Linked DNA regions of Arachis hypogaea: region 2 is linked to region 1. A link is a contact called in public Hi-C data. All regions are on one chromosome and are shown on one strand. Each heading gives the region's core, a stretch centred on a gene start, on an enhancer-like site or on the middle of the called end of the contact. The rest is flanking DNA. Distances are from core to core; before and after follow the strand shown.

Region 1 (6,910 bases), core at 3,048-5,547:
ATAAACAGTGGCCTCCTCTTCATCAGAGTCCAGGACCTTATCCATATCTTCCAAGTGCCAGGAGTCACAGTCGGATTCACTCTCAATTTCAGTCTCCTCTCCCGAGTCTGTCAATACAATCATAACAAATTTCAGTTATCAAATAAATATGTGTGAAAAATAAAAACATGAGTAACATTGGTCGAATTACCAACCATGACTTACCTGAATCAGATGGGTCATCCTCTTCAATATCTTCGTAGCTAGAGTCATCTGTGTCAATAACCTTCTCCTCCCTTCTAGAAGAAGCTAGTCTGTGCTTCTCTCTAAAATCAGTCTTCCTTGTACCTCTACTTTCAAACTCTTCACCCCCACTGTCAGTGTCACTAACATCTCCCAAGCCTTTGGTGGGTTTATATAGACTGTCCTCAGCACTCTCAGATGAGTCATGAGAGTCACTATCATCTTGAATAGGGGGTGGCTTGACAGCTCGACCAGATTTAGTGCAATGTTGAGATTCTTTGTTCTTATTTTTAGCATTTGACTTCTTTGGAGGTTGGTGCCTACTTCCTAGTTTAACAGCAGTGTTGGGATTTGCAGGTTGGGAGAAGCTTTTTGGTTGGAACTTGGGCTGGGGTTTGGGCTTTTGAGTGGGCTGAGAACTACACTTTCTGGTGGGATGAGAATTGGGCTTTTTAGTGAGCTTTTCCTTGGGCTTTTCTGCTTGTTAGGAAGACCTTGTTTTGGGCTTAACATAGTCCATGTTCTTATGGTGAGGATTGGGTCCAGCAGAGTTGGGAGTGGCTTTGGCTTTATTTTTGGGAGTGGGATGCAGAGGATTTGTTGTCAGTGGCTGTGAGTGGCTCATTGTGGGCTGGGATGCAAATTTCCTTGCTTGCATTGCAGGCTGTGTGCTGGGCAACTTCAACAAAGGTGAATTGATTGGCAGAATTACATCATCTTCCTCACTCATGCATTCCACCACGTGTGGCTCTGAAACTCCATGTTCAAAGAATATGTTCATCACATTGTGATTCCTTCTACAAGTCTTACACAATTTGAGCAGGTCTTTATCAGTCTCCAACTTCCTCAACCCACTCTTAAGCGACAGCCAAGGAACCCTTCCACCAACATATGCCCCCCAGCATATCCCAGTTCCTTATAGTATCCTTTAACAAAAAACACATCCAACGTATCCCCATCAACCCCCATCAACACTTTCATATTATCTGGTTCGTAGATTCTACTTTCTTTCTCATCATTTTTAAAGCTTCCACCATGATGAAATATGAAAGTCATCGGAGGACCCTCCATCTTAGAATTGCAAGGCCTCCAAACCCTATACAAAAATTAAAACAGAACATGAAAAACACTAAATCATCACCAACACAACAACTAAACCAGTAACAGAGTCTTTCCTCATTTATGCATTCAGCCGATCATAAACCAAACCCTGGGATGAAACGCTAGACCCTATGCACTAACAGATTCTTAACGATGACTCAATCAAATAATGCAGAAACTAGGGGTTTACACAGTTTTACCAATTTTTTTGGCAACATACAAAAAACTTTACCTCTTACTTCGAACGCAGAAACAATGTTGTGTACTTGCCTTCAGGTTTTCCACCAAGCTCTACAGCAGACGCACGAACAATGCTCCACGACTACTCCAATGGTTGCGGACAATGGGGCGGTCTTCTTCATCTTCGTGATGCTTGGTTTGGGGCCAGAGAAACAGAGAGTCACGCTGAGAATGAAGAAGAACGAGGTTAGAGATCAAAGACAAAGTGTAAAATGTTACACTCTACCCTCAAAACACAGGCGTTTCATTGCAACACTCTAAAGTTGCCAAACGACGTTGTTTGGTTAGGGTGGGTAGCCAAGTCACAGTCCACGTCAGCAGATTTCTAATGGCGACATCAATCAGTTAATGAAAGAATGAACGTGGTTTAAATTAATTCTTTTGGGGACTAATTTGATTTAAAAAATCATTCGGGGACAAAAAAGAAGATCGCGTGATCTTTCAGGGACGAATTTGAGTATTAACAACCCTTATTTAATTTAAATAATGGTGATGGTGGCTAGCTGGGGTTAGGGTTAGGTTTCAGTCATGGTTCAGAGAGTGAAAGAAAGGGTGTGCTTCTTCCTTTTGATTTTGCGTTTTAAACAAAAGCAAAACGGCGTCGTTTTTAAGTGATGTACCAAACTGAAAACTATAAAAAAAACCCGGTCAGTTCTAACGGTTTATCGGTTAATGTTAGTTCGATTGATTTTTTATCGGTTTTTAAGAATGGTTTTATATCTCAATCGAACTGGTTAAAAAATCGGTTCCTAGTTAACTCGATTGAACCGATCAGTTTGGTTGAGTTTTCAGAATTATGGGTTCAACAAATTAACGGCCGTTAGATCTTAAAATCTAGAGTAAACGATAAATAGGTCTTGACTTTTTATTTCACAGATAAATAAGTTTTTGATTAATTAAAAATAGAAAAATAATCTTCACTGTTTAAAATACGAGACATCTAAGTCCCTGCGAATGACTGATTTGACCTTATATATTTTGAATGGAAAGACTTAAATATTTCATATTTTAAAAAATCATAGACAATTTTATATTTTTAATTAATTAAAAATTTATGTATTTTTGAATTAAAAAATTAAAGACCTATTTATCCTTTTCTCTAAAATCTATTAGGTAACCTTCATTCTAATTCGGGTTCTTTTCTTCATTGTTCTGAAAATCGAAATGGACCAGCCAGTACAACCGGATTAACCAGGAACCGGTCATCTGGTCGGTTCAGTTGTACTATAAAATCGTTCATCAAAAAACCGGACTAAGAACCGGCCGAACCGGCGATTAACCGGTAAACCGTCAGAATCGGCCGGATTTTTTCAGGGTTACCGTTTTTTTTATTATATATATATAAAACCCAACAGATACCAACCCACCCCACCTCTACCCCCACCCCACCCCCACCCTTCCCTCTTCCCCCTTCTCTCCCTCTCTGTCTCTGAGAAACCCTAAACCTAGCTGCCATTACTCTTCCACCGTCACACTCTTCTCAGCCCACCCCCACCCCTCCCCTCCTCTCCCCTTTTTCTCCGTCTCTGAGAAACCCTAAACCCAACCACCATCACTATCCCCCCGTTGCACTCTTCTCATCGTTCTCCTCCTCATCGCCGTCAGTCGGTCGTCGTCTCTTCGGATCGTTACTCTTCTTGTCGCTGTCGGCCGTCGTCGTCTCTTCGGTGATCTCTCTCTGTCGCTCTCTTCAAGGTCAACAACACCTATTATCGTCACCTCTCCTCGACATCGAGTCTGAGTTGTTGGCATCGCCGCCGCGAAGGACTGCTCCGTCTGTCTCTTCGAGTTTTCTCTCTGTATGAGGATCGAAGCTCAACGTCCTTTCTCTCCGTCTCTCTCACGGCGACGCCTCTCTCTGCTCGACTGCAGAGTATTAGCCGCTTTGTCACCTTGCATCGGTTATTTTGTTAATTTTGTTTATTTTGATTTATGAGTTGCTGGTTGCTGATTTTTTTTGTTCAGTTGGGCAATGCTTCACTACATTGTTTGTTGTTTATGTTGGAATTTTTCTGATTCTGAGTTATGCTATGATTTTGATTTTTGTGATTCAGTTGTTGATGGTGTTATGGGCAGTGCTTTACTATATTGGTTATTGTTTATGTTGGAATTTTTTATTCTAAGTTATGCTATGATTTTGATTTTTTCTTATTCAGTTGTTGATGGTGGTATAGGCAGTGCTTCACTGCATTGTTTATTATTGATGCTGAATTTTTTTATTCTGAGTTGTGCTATGATTTTTATTCTGAGTTGATTCTGCTGATTTGTCTGCTTTGTTGATTCTGGTTGCTGGATTTGAGTTATTGATGGTGTTTTATTAATTATGGGTTGCTGGATTTGAGAAAAAATATTGTTTATATTAGAATCTGACTGAGGTATTTAAATTTGTTAATACTTTTATTGTATATATAATTAAACCGGTTGAATCCCGGTTGAACCTCTGAACCATTAAATCAATTACTTTACCAGTTCATTTACCGGTTCGGTTCTCGCAACCTTGCTTTTCTTTTCCCTTATTTTTGGTTGGCCGACCTTATTTTTAACCTTTTCTTGTTTTGGACAGTTCTTTTTTTTGAAAGTGAGAGGCAGAAGTGAAGAATTGCACTGACTTTGAGAGGACCAATTTCCCTTTTTAATGAAGAACTGCACCAACATTCATGGGTTTTTGGACATAGTAACTTTATAGCTCTCACTTTTGGATCTTAAAGTATGTATTGGGCTTCCTAATAAAAACTTGTGCCTATTGGGCTTCTAATAAAATCCTCGAAGACTCAACGTTCGACCACACAGCAGAGTTTGAGATCTCTTGCCCTGTTTTCGTATCGAAGTCCAAGTAAAAATTTCTGTCCAAATAAAGAAAAAAACAAGAAAAGAAACGTTATATTTTTATATCCAAGTCCAAATAAAAAATTTTCGTCCATAATTTGCTCACAAACAACTGCACTACCATGACCACACAAAAAAGAACAACTGCACTACGTTCATTTCCCAGCTAAGATTAGGATTTGGTACTAGAATCCTTGCATAAATAATATATACATATAGGTAATGATTCAAACAACATTTATTGATTTGATCAAATAGGTAAACAAGTTGCACGTACACGCGGACAGATTTAGCAGTACATTGGTATACAACGCAGTAGTAATAGTAATAGTAATAGTAATAGTAATAGTAATAGTAATAGTAACAGTAATAATAATAAATAGTAAAAAGGATCTATGAATCCATTGTAATGTAACAGAGTCGCATATGCAAAGTAACTCCTATATTACATTCTTCATAGTTGACCCCTTCTTCTTCCACAGCAACCTTAGATGTTTGGCCTCACATTCAAACGACTTGCTACCTTCTGACCAAGAGAACGATCAGCCTGAGTCAGGTATGAGATCCAAATGCTGCGGATTTCATGGGTCAGACGTTGGTCAGACAATGCCTCAATCCATCTGCGGATAAATCTTTCTTGTCTGCCACAATCATAATAATCCAATGTTAGGACATAACAACATATAAACATGCATGTTATTAGTTCCAGATTATACTATAATTTGTGATAAGATAATAAGAACCTGTCAGGTGCCCAAGAACGGTATCTATCTCCGCCTTCCTTAAAGTTGTTCTCCTTCACAATTACACTCTGCATATATTAAAATAATTTCATTTGTTATCAGGATTAAAATTCAAACAACTATTGTCATCTGATTGAAGAACTAGCTAACCCTTTCGCGTTGTCCACTGATAAGAGCATTAGACATGGGGACCCTTTCTGCGTGACGAACAGGATCAAACCTTGAAGGGAAGTAGTTCACCTGTCAAATTTGAACAACCAAACCAACACTAGTTAGTTACAGATTTAGTTATGGAAACAGAATGTAAACTAAAGCAATTAATAAAGGTGTGTGTACCTCTTCATCCCTGTGCATGAAGTTCATAAAACCATCATGGTGATTGTTATGATGAGCACATTTTGGAGCATTAACAGGAATCTGAAGATAGTTAGGACCAAGCCTATGCCTCTGAGTGTCAGCATAAGCGAAGATCCTACCTTGAAGCATCTTATCATTGGAGTAGCTAATACCGGGCACCACATGCATACTGAAAGCAAGCATTTCATTCTCAGCGAAGAAATTATCAATGTTCTTGTTCAAAACCAAGCGACCAACAGGCTGAAGAGGAAGAATATCCTCCGGCCAAGTCTTGGTAGTGTCAAGAGGGTCAAAGTCAAAATTGTCCTCGTGATCAGGGTCCATAGTCTGAAAGTAGAGCTTCCATTCGGGGTAGTTACCCGCAGCGATGGAATCATACAAATCTTGCGTTGCGTGGCTGTGGTTGGTTCCTCCGATGCGAATGGCCTCTTCTTCTAGAAGGGACTTAACGCCGCAAGTTGGCTTCCAGTGAAACTTGACATACAGAACCTTGCCAGCTTTGTTGAGGAGAGTGTAGGTGTGAACACCGAAACCCTCCATGTGACGGTAATTGATGGGGATGCCCACGTCATCATAGAACCACGTGAAAGTGTTGAAGCTTTCGGGATGGTGGGAGAGGAAGTCGAGAATGCGCCAATTCTCTTGGACGTTGGACTTAGGGTTTGGCTTGAAGGCGTGGATGACGTCAGGGAATTTCATGGCGTCGCGGATGAAGAACACGGGGAAGTTGTTGCCGACGAGATCGAAGTTGCCTTCGCGGGTGTAAAACTTGGTGGCGAAGCCGCGGGGGTCGCGGATGGTCTCGGGGCTGCCGCGCTCGTGGATGACTGTGGAGAAACGGACGATGACGGGGGTTTGCACTCCCGGGGCGCGGAGGAAGTCGGCGCATGTTAGGTGTGAAACGTCGTGTGTCACTTCGAAGAAGCCCTTAGCGCTAGCTCCCCTCGCGTGCACTACACGCTCCGGGATCCGCTCCCTGTCGAAGTTTGCAAGCTTCTCCACAAATTGATAATCCTCCAACAGAATTGGACCTGGATGCAATTAATTAATTAAATTCTATTATAGAGAGAATGATAATATTAAATAATATGAATAATAAATATATTGGATATTCAATGTAAATAATAAAATATATTGGATATTCAATTCAATAGTAATATAGATAATTATGGATGAAATTTTATTAAATTGATTTTTGTGAAAAATGTGAACAATAGATTCTAAAATTTGTTCAATAAAATAAAAATACATTACATTTTTAAATTATCTATCTAAATCTTAATATTAGGATAACCATCAACATACTTAACTAATTAAACATCTAATATATCTATTGTTCATATTGTTTAGTATTTTTATTGTCTATTTATACTTTTTTTATGTTAACTATTTTAATTGGATGATTATTTCTTTTGATTCGA
Region 2 (6,910 bases), core at 1,714-4,213, 61 kb before region 1:
CCCAATGAAGCAACAATTTGACTCTGCAGTGGTTCTGGCCACGCTGCAGCACTAGCAAAAGTGCCACTATCTTCATGAGCTATCACTTCTTCAACTGAAAAATCAGTTTCCTCCTCCAATTCCTTATCTGATATAACCCTCAAGCTATGGCAAACCCTTTGTATGATCAATGACAATGAAGTGAGCATCTTCTTCTGTTCATCATTGTCAATGCATTCCAAAGGCAAGAAGAACTCAAGAACAAAGTCATCTGAACTATTATAGATGCTTCGCAAGCGTATGGCGACTGCAGCGCGCAATCCAAACATCCTTGCATGATGAGAAAGTGGATAGTCTGTCTTGCTTAACAAAGTTATGTCGGGTGCGAAGCAAGGCTGATTCGTCATGAATGCTCCGCCGGCAACACCTTGGCCTTTTAACAAGTGATGCTCAGAGCATGCCTCATGAAAGACCTGGATTGAAGGGTCACCAACATAGCAAGCATGCTCCACTGGAGATATGCAGTGTGGATAGTTGTCTTCTGAGTGCCGGCATCCTTCTTTGCCTTGTTTGATGCATGGAATCCATGTCTGTGCCAATGGCAATTTGTGAATTTCACATGCAGATCTTAATACTTCTTGAATCTCAGGCAATGCAGTTTCATAGGACTTTTCACATGATGTATGCTGAAAATTAAAAAAAAAAATGGAACAGTTCAGTTATCATAAGGAAATTGAGAAGTTCAAGTTCATTAAAAATCTTTACTCTCAGATGATTTTTCTTTTTTTTTTTTTTCATTTTTACCTTCACATTCTGAATAGTTGGAAGTTTTGAGCTTGTAAGATTAACAGCCTGCAAAATAACAAATTTCCTCCAATAGTTAAAACTAACAAATGAATCTTATATTTGAATAGCTAAAATAGAAAAATTCAATCACAAGTAAACAACATCATATTTGTCATAAAAGTATCTGTTTGAAAAGGATGATATTGAAAGAAGAGTTTCATAGAAATTAATTATACCTCCAGAAATAGCAATAGCACGATGAAAGGAAAAAGCTAGCAAGCACAAGTTTCAAGTTTTCTTAGGATATTTACAACACAATAGAAGTTCATTATGCAAATAAAAGAGAACACATAAGGAAAGTTGAGGAGGAAAATTAAACCTCAAGTGCTTGGCAAACACTTTCAAGTTCAGGGCGATAGTTGATTTTCTGTTGAGTCATGACAACTTCAACAACACCTAAGCAATTCTTGCTACCTTGCTCAAAGATTGGAAGTGCCAATGATCCTCTCACATCATAGACTTGAGCATGGTCAACTCTTGGATATTCATAGCTCCTGAAGAATCTAACATCAGGAGTCCACTCAGGAACCTTCTCCTTGTAAACTCTCCCTGGCAATCCGGGCACCAACTCCTTCGAATCCTCCTCGGCAGAGAACTGGTACACCTCCGAGATTTCCCTGTACTTTGCAAGGTTCACAGACCTTGATTCAAGTGAGAATGGAAGCCCATTGGTTCTGAGAATCTGAGTGCCTCCTCTGTTCATAACTGGAATCCATATTTGTATAAGCATGTCTTTGTTTCTGTTCACATCTTTGATACACATGAGTGCCTTCAATAGCTTCTCAACGACATAAGATCCAGGTCCCGGATTAGAACTTGGTGCAATCCACCACCTTCTGAAAAACTCAGAAGGATTATTAGGATTTGGATTATTGTTTTCCACTGACTGATTCTCATAGTGATGATACTGTTGTTGCTGATTCCGGCTACAACTATTAGCAGCAACAACTAAGTCATGGCTAAAAGGTGGTGGTTGTTGTTGTTTTTCATGTTCATGTTCTTGTTCTCGTTCTCGTTCTTGGGATTCAATTTGTTCAGTATCCAAGCAAGGCCAAGAGAATGGATCAAATATGGGGTTTGAAAAAGAAGGACTTGGCACATAGAAATCAGCAGATCCATCAGCAGCAGCAGCAGCAGCAGAAGAAGAAGAAGCTGCTAACCAGCAACCATCTACAAAGAGTTCATTGATGTAATCATAGTCCATTGATATTGATGTTGTTGTTGTTGCTACCTCTGAAGGAGGTGGTGCTGGTGGTGGTGGTGGTGGAGGAGGAGGAGGAGGAGGAGGAGTAGGTTCCAGCATGGTACCTGATGATAACACTCCACCATCTCTCATGTTGGTGCTCCCAAAACAGATCTAACAAAACAATCTTTCTTGTCTTAAACAAAAACACAAGGTAAGAGGATTCGGATTCGGCTTCGGCTTCGGCTTCTTCAGTCTTCAAACAGTTTCTTTCTGCCAAAAAAGTAGTCAAATAATGTCAGCAAATGAAAAAAACAAAAGTTGATGAATGAATCATGATTGTTTCTACTTTTTTCCTACTAAAAATCTGATGCAAGCTAAGGTCAAAGCAGCACATACATATATATAATTATATAAGTTTTGATTTATCAGAATGAAAACCAAAAAATGAAGAACAGAATAGATTCGAGGTTTGAAAAGAAAAACCTGGATGCAAAGTCTTAATCGACGAAGCAAAAGGGGAAACAAAAAGAAGAAAGTTGGAGGCGAAACATGGTGGCCATGCTCACCAAAAAAGAAAAGATTCTCCTCTATACACTCAGAATATAACACTTTATGTGCAAGATTCCAAACTCTAGCTATAGTGAGTGAATTGAAGGAATCTTTTTTTCTATGCGGTTCCTTTGTATGAAAATGAAGAAAGGAGGGTCCTCCGGCAAGGTAAAAGCGAAGATAGAAGAAGGGAATAACTCACCATGTAAAGATTCTTGAAGATACTCCAAGTTCTGGTTTTTATTATTTTATTTTATATTTGGTGCTGTGCACTCTTTTATAATTGTCAAGTTCATGCTGATGTCAATAATAATAATAATAATAATAATAATTAATAAGTGGAGGTGAGGAGTAAGGAAGCAACAAACAAGAAATGCAAGAAATTTATTTAATAAAATAAAATAGGAGATGGTGGGTTGATGATGAATATTGATGGATTCTTAGGAGGGACCCACCGTGACACAAGAATGAACCTTGTCCTGTGTGTGGCTAAAAATGATATAAATAATTAGTTTAGTTTAGTTTAATTTTAAGGATACAAAATAACAATTCAAATAAAATTGAAGTGTAATGGTAATAAATAGAAGATAGATGTTGACATGTATGAGTGAAATGAAGGAGGGGGCATTGGAAAGTATGTGAGGGAGAAAGAAATCATGGAATGCTGATGATTCCAACCAACTGAGAAGAAGAATGAAGATACTGATAACCGATGCTACCAATGATGGGTCCCACTCATTGGAACTCTCGCTCTCTTTTGAGGTAAAGTCAAACTCAAACCTCCCCCATCAGCACACAAACATCCCTTAACTTTGTTCTTTCCTTTTTCTCCCAGTAGTTCTATCATTTGAACGTACTCTAATTTGATTCATTGACTTATCTATAATAATATATAAACGAAATGTGAAAAAATGTGGTGTCTAATTTTATCTTTTCATTTACTCCTACAAATAAAAAAAATATGAGAATTTAGTGTTTAATTTTATCTTTTTATTTTATTTTTATTATTATAATTTAAAAATGTTGTTCAGTTTTTTTTCTAAACTTATTTCAAAGTCACGTTGTATAATTACTAAAATTTATATATGAATTTTTTTTTATTTCTTTTTAATATTTTAATTTTTATTCTAAAAATATTGAATATTTTTTATTTTATTTAATATCTAATAAATTTAGATTTTAATATTTTTTTATTATTTTTGTCATGAATTGAATTAACTAATCCCATTGTAAAATTGATAATTTTAGTTTCTATCATAATAACTATTTTTTTACTATAATACTGAGTATTGGACATTTTTTATTTAATTTATATTGAACTTAACATTTTATTTTGTTTAATTTATAACAATATATAAAGAAAATTTTCTATACTAATATATGAAGGGAATATGGGAATTTGGTGTCCAATACTTTCTTTCCATTTTACACATGCACTATAGCCCAAAATCATATGCAGTTATTCCTATCATGGAATAGTTTCTATTACGATGGAGTCAGTTTGTATGTGTAGTTATTGTTATTTTTACTATCTCATGCATATTGTTAGTACTCTCTTATATCATTATTATCATTATCCTTTTTCTTTGTATTTTTATTTTCACTCTTTTCTAATTTTTTGTTCTATTTATATAAACTTAGATGTTTCACTACAAAATTTTACACGTATAATTACAACAAAGAATAAATATGGATAGCAAACTTCTTTCTTTTAAAAAACGAAAAAATGAGCGAAAGAGAGAGTGCACGTGAGGGGGTGAGGGGAAACACGAGGAGAAGAGTTTGAGTGGGTGTGCTTTCAGTGATAAGGAGGCTCTTTTTTGAGATGATTTTCAGAAGGTTCCTAAGGTCTTTTTTCAAGATAACGTTATTGGTACAACAAGGTTGAAGTACTTTGCACTTGTCGGATCATTACCAGAAGATGGTATTGCGACGATAATAGACAAGCAAAGTGATTCTCAAGTATAAGCTTTAGCATAGAGGTGAAGACCTATTTGGCCGAACCTTATAGAGAAGCCCTGGTGATCAAGGTCCTGGACAGGAAGTATAACTACACAGCTCTTTCTCATAAGCTGAAGGTAGTATGGCGCATCAAAGGAGGTTTCACTTTGCTAGATGTGGAATTTAGGTACATTCTGGTGAAATTAGATGTCGCTGAAGATCGTGAAAAGGCCATGCTTGATGGGCCTTAGCTGATCGAGGGTCACTATGTCGCGATAAATCTTGGGATGTTGATTTTCGACCCGAACAATCTTTCGGTTCTATGTTAGTTTGGATTCGAGTCTCCAATCTCCCAATCGAGTGTTATCAAGAGCAGGCAATGCTACGTATTTCAACTAGAATAAGAGTCCTGATAAAACTCGATTTGGCCACCAAACTGGCAAAGAGGGAGAGATATGCATGTACTTGTGTTCAAATAAATTTAGAATTGCTGGTGATCAAGAATATCATAGTAGAGGGTGTCTTTTACGATGTGGAGTATGAAAGTCTAACTTTACTTTGTGAATTTTGTGCAAGATATGGCCATAATAAATCTCAATGCCTAGGTAAGATTCTCAAGAAAGAGAAGATGGTTGAATCTATTCAAGGGGAGGCACAAGGCGGCGACAAGTTAGATCCGAAAATTCAAAATTCAGGTGAAATAGAAACTGTTGATCCGACCAATAATTTAGGCAATGATAACGACACTAATTTGCGTACAAAATCTGGAGATGATTCCGTGTGGAACGAGGCCAATGGCAATGAGTCATGTGAAGAGGGGGAAGCGGACTGACATAAGGTGCTGAAGAAAGGAAAAGTTAAATTGGGCCACAATTTAATAATGAAGGCCCAAGGTTTCAATCAAACCCATTTTGGGTCGGGTGACCACCAGAGGTCCAAACCTCAGCTTTTACGAGGATTCAGAAAGCAAAGAGTCCGGATTGGGCATGAGGCAACCCAGCAGCATGCGCTATCATCTACCCATACGCCAGCAACGAGAAGGCCCTCCATCAAGAAATGTCTGCATTCGGCATCCTTGCAAAATTTGCCGGTTGGAGGCGCGGCAGGGGATGCTCTGGTCCTTGAGAGTCCAACCATGATTTAGCCTGAGAAGGGAGTAATGGCACCGCTAGTTCTTGTGAGTGGGGTCCAAGATTTTGGCATTCCATCAATGTCTAAAAAGGTGGGTATAAGGAGGTACGGAGAGCGTTGCACTGCCACTAATCTCGTCGATTGTAGCTCGGGATAAATGTGCATCATAATGAAGTAAAAGGCAGTAGTTCATGGAGGCCTGAGTTGTTCTGTTTCAGGGGACAAGTCTTCTACTGAGGTTGGTAGTGCAAGTTAATTTCACCTGTTTCTTGATATTCTCTTATTAATTATATTTAATGGATAGTTTAAATATCTTAATTTGGAATATTAATTGGGTGCTTCTAATAAGTTAGCCTAGGTGAATTGTAAGGATCTTGTTAGAAAATTTAGAATTTTTTTTTAATTGTGATTGAGACTTATTCTCCCTTTCAACATTTAAAACTGTTCTAAAAAAGACTTAGTTACTATCCTATGGGTATAGAAAAGGCAGTTGGGCATAAGGGTGGTATCTAGTTCCTTTTTGCAATGCAAGGTACTTGCTGAAAATTGGTTGTGCTTGCAACCAGTGTGTCACAATCGAAGTTCATCTTAAAAATGTGATTTAGAGGTGTAGTGGTATCTATGGTAGTCCTCAGCATAATACTAGAGGTCTTTTTTGGGATTACCTGGTAGCTCAATCTTTGTCTTTTCAAGGTCCTTGGATTGTTCTCGGTGATTTTAATGAGGTTCTTTTCTCTCATGAAACTAAGGGTTATCATTTTTGAGTAGACATGCTTATCAATTTGCCAATTCTTTAGGGAATAGTGCTCTGTTTGACTTGAAGACTATTAGGAGACGTTTTTCTTGGTACAAGAGGGTAAAAAACAATACTGGGGTGGCAAAAAAGCTTGACCGAGTTTGTATTAATAATAGATGGTTATCTCTTTTTCCTGAGGCATATGCAGAAATACTAAATAAACTACAGTCTGATCATTGTCCTATCTTAGTACACTATAAAGGGTGCCCGCAACCGAAAAGGAACAGACCCTTCCATCTTATGGCGGCTTGGGCTACTCACCCTGGTTACAGAGATATTGTGAAACAATATTGGTGGTCTAGCTTTAGAGGGGTGCAAAACAAGCTTTTAGAGGTGCAGAAGAATTCTCTTGAGTTTAATTCTACAGTGTTTGGTAACATCGTTGTTAGGAAATATGAATTAGATCGTCAAATTAATTATCTTCAGAAGTGTTTGGAAGAAAGGGAAGATTCTTTCATGCGTCAAAAGGAACAACAATTGAT

The links. A called contact is a pair of places that touch in the nucleus more often than the background predicts.
Region 2: a Hi-C map of an unstated tissue shows a contact between it and region 1, with 7 times the contacts expected there. The contact joins the promoter of LOC112705709 here to the enhancer-like site in region 1. A contact is called at or near these places in 5 of 8 Hi-C or Micro-C datasets (leaf and an unstated tissue).

Annotation. Positions count from the first base shown.
Region 1 is chr8:3,629,633-3,636,542 of arahy.Tifrunner.gnm2.J5K5, reverse strand. LOC112705705 (catalase) reads right to left here. Exons shown (of 6, transcript XM_025756615.3): 3 at 5,469-6,520; 4 at 5,283-5,372; 5 at 5,133-5,200; 6 at 4,613-5,030. The coding sequence ends at 4,877. Among protein-coding and RNA genes, the nearest start is that of LOC112705705, 5.3 kb to the right of the region's middle. Within about 2 kb of position 4,297, at least 3 of the 3 cell types and tissues checked have open chromatin away from gene starts, as enhancers often do.
Region 2 is chr8:3,689,724-3,696,633 of arahy.Tifrunner.gnm2.J5K5, reverse strand. LOC112705709 (protein NLP5) reads right to left here and starts at 2,963. Exons shown (of 5, transcript XM_025756619.2): 1 at 2,763-2,963; 2 at 1,145-2,281; 3 at 784-831; 4 at 1-665. The coding sequence starts at 2,161.